Linked DNA regions of Mus musculus: region 2 is linked to region 1. The links are chromatin contacts, called in public Hi-C maps. All regions are on one chromosome and are shown on one strand. The core of a region is the stretch at or near the end of the contact, and the rest is flanking DNA. Distances in the headings are between cores, read along the strand shown. Region 1 overlaps Cdk14 (cyclin-dependent kinase 14). Region 2 holds the start of Pttg1ip2 (PTTG1IP family member 2).

Evidence for each region. Hi-C and Micro-C count contacts between places; a contact is called where the count stands out from the background.
Region 2: a Hi-C map of muscle stem cells shows a contact between it and region 1, with 2.1 times the contacts expected there. The contact joins the promoter of Pttg1ip2 here to the enhancer-like site in region 1. A contact is called at or near these places in 7 of 39 promoter capture datasets (the 3T3-L1 cell line, cranial neural crest, embryonic stem cells and 3 more), 2 of 484 Hi-C or Micro-C datasets (adipose-derived mesenchymal stem cells and muscle stem cells) and 1 of 9 other capture datasets (macrophages).

Annotation. Positions count from the first base shown.
Region 1 is chr5:5,113,969-5,116,752 of GRCm38.p6, forward strand. The region is part of intron 6 of Cdk14 (cyclin-dependent kinase 14); the gene reads right to left. Among named protein-coding and RNA genes, the nearest start is that of Gm30151, 260 kb to the right of the region's middle. Within about 2 kb of position 1,328, at least 7 of the 459 cell types and tissues checked have an H3K27ac peak or open chromatin away from gene starts, as enhancers often do. A contact at or near this core is called in muscle stem cells, where this site is marked.
Region 2 is chr5:5,477,817-5,480,600 of GRCm38.p6, forward strand. Pttg1ip2 (PTTG1IP family member 2) reads right to left here and starts at 1,327. Exons shown (of 7, transcript NM_001200025.1): 1 at 1,050-1,327. The coding sequence starts at 1,197. It overlaps Gm30325 (a long non-coding RNA gene), which reads left to right and starts at 1,351. Exons shown (of 5, transcript XR_868230.3): 1 at 1,351-1,453.

The DNA of each region.
Region 1 (2,784 bases), core at 78-2,577:
AATTTTTGAATAGCTCGTGAGAAGGAGAAAATTAGACTTTGTTGATCCATTTCTTGGGCAAGTCATCTGAAAAGTCTGTGTCACTTTATTAATCTTAAAGGAGTGAAATATTTAAAAATTCATAAGATGAATAAAACATCTTCACTACATAGAAACTTGGTAACAATTATGAGAAAATAGCAAAGAGAGCTAAATTTATGCCAATGTGTTCTTCCTCTTTTTAAGAAAAAGGGACCATTTATAATCCCATTCATATATTTGACCTGCTAATAACACATTTAGGAAAAAAAAGGACAGAGAAGGGTATATTGGAAGCAGTGTTAATATAATTTTCCTAAATACCATAGAATTCTTCCTCATCACCAGAGGAAGGAAGCCTGTAGGCCAAAACTCCAAAATAGGACTAATCAAAAGTCTCATGAACGCAAGAGATGTCTGGAAAAAAAAATCCATTATGTTACAAATACATTTTCTCCCACAATGTAATGTGTTTAGAGAAAGACTTTTGAAGCCTGAAAGACATCAAGACTTAAGGACTGAAGTCTAAAAAATGTGTGTTATGGTCATAAAGGAGGGATCAATTTAGAGTACGTGTGAGTACGTGTAGGTAAAGACCTCTCATCTTTCCCCTCACCTTTTGTTGTTGTTGGGTTGTTGTTGTTGTTGTTATTTTGTTTTTTCATTTGTTTGTTTTTGTATTTGTTTTTTTGCTTTGTTTGTAGCAGGGTCGCACTATATAGCCCAGGATAGCCTGGAACTCAGTATCCAATCCAGACTGGCCTCAAACAATGATCTTCCTACCTCTGACTTCTCAGGGGTGGGTTTACAGATGTTCGCCATGGTACCTAGCAAGAAGTCTGTTTTCCAAATCAGAGTTTGCTTTTTAAATTATTTCAATACATTTAGGGGCAAATGAACTTCAGGTTTCTCAAGTTCTGTGAGTGTAAAAGTGCAAGTCCTTATCTACAGAATATGATGATCAGAGGCAGTGTCATATCTCTCAAAAACTTAAACGTATTGCTTTAAAGCAGTAGCTCTTTCTACAGTGAACATAAAAAAGGCTCTGGTTCACAAAGCATGCAGGAAATCACTTTAATTCTTGCATTCTTAGTATTTCTAGAATTTTCAATGGATTAGAAATTCAGACCCATGTATATCCAAAAAGCAAATCATTGTCCTGCTTGTGATTCAAAAAAAAAAAAGACAAAGGGCAGCTTCTCCCTTCTGCTTCTCTGTTATTTTGTCACTATGATCTCTCCTCGGGGCTGAGGGTGTGTGTGAAATCACAGGAAATCCTATAAAGAAAGCAGCTTCCTTTTTTCCTCAAAGTTTGGACAATACTTGCAGCGACAACTTCCCCAGCATCTGACATATTCAGCAGGAATACTTGATGCTGCTTTAGTGTGAACCTTCAGGTTTTTAGAAGCATAAACAGCCATGGCTAATCTATTATGCTTTTTAGCTCTAATGCCAACCTCTAGTCGGTGAGGTGGAACATTTAATACTCCTCCCTTCTGTTGATCTCGTACAATTTGCCAAATGAGAGGTTGTTGAAAAGATTTCAAGAAAAAAAAAAATAAAACCTCACTGCTTGGTTACAGAACAATTCAGCTGTGCTTTCCTGATTCCAGGGTGAACACATTGGAAAATTTGCCTCTGCCAATTTCAAACATGAATCAAATATACCATAAATAACTTTGTACAGTCATACTGGACAATTTGAGTAAAATATCCCTCAATATTTACTTCAAACTAATTAGTAGGCTTGGCACATGATCAACTCACCATCTGAAACTGGTTATAATTTCTATCAAGGAGATGAGCATAAGAAACATTTGGCAACAAGTGACCACACACACACACACACACACACACACACACACACACACATGGCCCCCAGCGAGAAAATGAAGTTACTGAAATTTAGAAGAGAAAAAACAAGTGACTAATAAAAATATTTGGAAATTATGATGACTCAGATTTATTTTAATAGGAATTTTATATTTATACAAAATTGAAACAACTTCAAAGTTGAGTATGGGATTTTTTATGTTAATGTAGAGGATGTGTTCATTTAAAAGTAGAGTAGACACTTCATAATCATAATTTCTGGTCTTCAATGTCTGTGTGCTCAAAACAATTTAAAACTACAGGTAACATATAATAAGAGTATATGCAAAATGTACATGAATAAACGCTCAAAGGTAACATGCCTGTGAGCATGAATTACAAGTCTTCAAACACAACACGTGGTAGTGCTGCAGTCTCTGGGCTGATGGACAAGGAGTGATGCGTAGCACTTAGCAACTGGCCAAGTTAGACCAAAGCAACAGATAATGATCAGAATTCATTAGCTAAGCAGAGGACATGTCATGCACAAGTTAGATAGTGAAAGACATATAGTCTTCCTAGGAAGAGTAAAATAGTATTTGACACTAGGCAAATCCTATTCAGTATTTTATTCATTAGCAACATGTTAAAACACAGTAAGGGTATTAAATGTGTGTGTGTGTATGTGTGTGTGTGTGTGTTTAATTAAATTTTTAAAACTGATATAAATTCAGTAACTTTAAGAAATGATATATTTTACTTGATTGTTTTTTTAAATTACCTTTTCTCCAAATTTTTGCTATATTCAGACTTTCTGGTACCATGTGTCATGTATTTGGATCCTTAAATCAGAGCTCTATATATTAACTGTAACTTGAAAGGTAACAGTCTATTGATAATCTATTTATAAATTAGTATTTGTAGTTTTCTTGAATGGATGGGTACTTCAAAAAG
Region 2 (2,784 bases), core at 77-2,576, 360 kb after region 1:
AAAACAATGCCCAAGGGAGGGAAGCTATAAATCTCAGTAGTTGGCCAAAGAAGGACAATGGAGAAAAGAAGGAAAAAGGACATGCTATTTGATCCAGCATGGAGGTCAGATACATGGCTGACACACAGCCTCACAGTGGGAATAGGAGAGGCCTTAGAGAAGTCAGGAGCCCAAAGTGTTGGGGAAAGCACGCTTATAAAAAAGAGATGTAAAGAGTTCAGGAGAAGTGGTCAGACTTGAGATTCACGCGTGCAGCTTTGTGAGCTGCTGCACCTGGGCAGGTACTCTGGGAAAACAAATTACATCATTTCAGGAAGGGACTAAGTGTTTTGTCTCTCTCTCTAGCTTGGCTTCCTAGGGATAGCCCCTTGGCCTGATGGATAGCCCCCTCAAATGGAATGCTGGGTCTCTACCCAAGCCATAAATTCCAACCTCTTGACCAGAAGTAATTTTTATCTTAATCTGTCTTTCCTGGTAACCCTAAAATCACATAGGAACCAGAATAAGTATGAGAGGTCCCCCAAGCAACATGTCTGGCCTCTGGCAATGAGGGAGTTGTCAAGATGGAGAAAATGGTCACTTTTCTTTGAAGTTCTTTTTTTTATTTTTTTTATTTTTTTTTTTATTTATTTATTATATGTAAGTACACTGTAGCTGTCCTCAGACACTCCAGAAGAAGGCATCAGATTTCATTACGGATGGTTTGGGAGCCACCATGTGGTTGCTGGGATTTGAACTCGGGACCTTCGGGAGAGCAGTCAGTGCTCTTAACACTGAGCCATCTTGCCAGCCCTGAAGTTCTTTTTATATTAAAACGGGTAGCCAGTTTATACCTCCAGCTCTCATCAATACAGTTTAGGTAGTAAAAGGAAGAACAAGTCCAATATTAACAAGATTTCCCCCAAAACATAAAGCTCCCTTAAACATGTCTTACCACCACCACCAAAAGGCAAATTTTGAAACGGACAATTGAGCCAGTCAGGATACCCCAACCAAAAAGCCAGTGGGGTACAGCCATAGCACTGTGCCTGATTTCACAAGTCACTCACCCTTTTCAACGTATTTTGCTTCGATTTTCCGCTTCCAGTGATGGTGGGTTTTAGTCTTATGGTCAGATAAGTTGAAAATCAGCTGGATGAGAGCTACAGAGAGGAAAACGGGCAGGAGGATGTGGCTCCATGCCCTCAGCCAGCACATGGCTCCTCTCCCCCTTTGGGTACCGGACTAGACAGGATAATCCTGCTCAGGGAACCTGCCCAGCCCTGGGCGCTGGGCCCTCCTGTTCTGACCCTTTCATGCCAGCATAATTAGCAGAATCTTAGAATGTTCTGGCTAGAATAAGAACTTCAAGATCACACTCCGGGTGTGCACTAGTCTCAAGCCCTGAATACCACGTGCAGTTTGTCCGCTGGACTTGATCAAGGTCTCTTTCTCTGCCCTCAAAGCCTACTTGGTTTGTTTGTTTTGTTTTTCTGACATATTGTTGATTTTTGATGAAAGGACTAAGTTCTAATTTCCAATGTCCATAATATATAAAGTGGTTTGCCATTCAGGATAGCATGCCTCAGATATAAATGAATCTCTACGATCTTACCCTGCTCGGTGTGGTACACAGGAGGCTGTGAAACTCACTGTCTGAAAACTTCTAGTCCTGCCCTTGACTTGGCTGGGACAGTTGGTGTGTTCTAATGCAGTTGGTCAACATATGGTGTGTTTTAGGTAGTATACAGATGAACCTCTTATTTTCATAATCTTTTAGTAGTTAAAATATACAATGACAAGGATATAAACTTTCCCCTTTAAGGTAAATCTATGTTTTAAAAAAATGAACTTTCAGATATATAATAATTGTACACAATTAAAGGACAAGGCAGGCATTGGGGGAGGTTGATCCAGAACGACTGGGCCTGGAGCACTCCTGACTCCGTGTGAGCATGGAGAGTGAACGCTAAGTGATGGGAGACGATGGCAATGTGTCCTTCAGCAATGACCATTCTGTTTGTTTTTAAAAATGGATGATGGAATGGTTTCCCATATTCCTCACATATTTATGATCTATATTGTGACTTACTAATGAAGTATCTACTATTGACCCGTAAGAAAGGAGGAAAGACATGATCAAGAATTCGGTTTTTTCCTTGTCTATTAGGCAGACATGAAACAGAGCACTGTTTGCTGTAATATGAAATGTGTTCTCACAAGCAGGGGAGACACAAATGCAAAATGAGAAAATGAGCAGGGATATCAAGAGCCCATTTATAGAAAAGTAAAGTCCAAGTAGGAAATAAATCCCGAGGGGAAAAAATCATAGCTAGTACAAAAAAAAAAAAAGAGTAGTAATGAACTGTGATGCTGTGTTCATCGGGTGGGCAACCGTTTACAAAGGAAACTAACCCTGCTGCTGGACATGTGGGGCAAGCCACCTTTGGCACAACTGTGAATTGCTAGTGCCTTTGGAAAGCAACTGGAGTTAGCTGCTACATACATACACATACATACATACATACATACATACATACATACACACACACACACACACACACACACACCCTTCCGTCATCTCAGGAAGTGTGCTTCTTGCTGCTCATTGGCTCTTATGGTGCAGCTCCTGACATGGAAGCAGAACCTGAAATGTTAGAACTGGGAGACTCCAGGCGTTGAGTTCTTCCTCGCTCAGGCCTGGGCAAATGATTCTAAGTGTATCCAATTTAAGACACTCTTAGAGCTTTTACAGAAGGCTGGAGCAAGGATGCATGTCTCCTCTGGTTTCAGACTTGGAAGGAT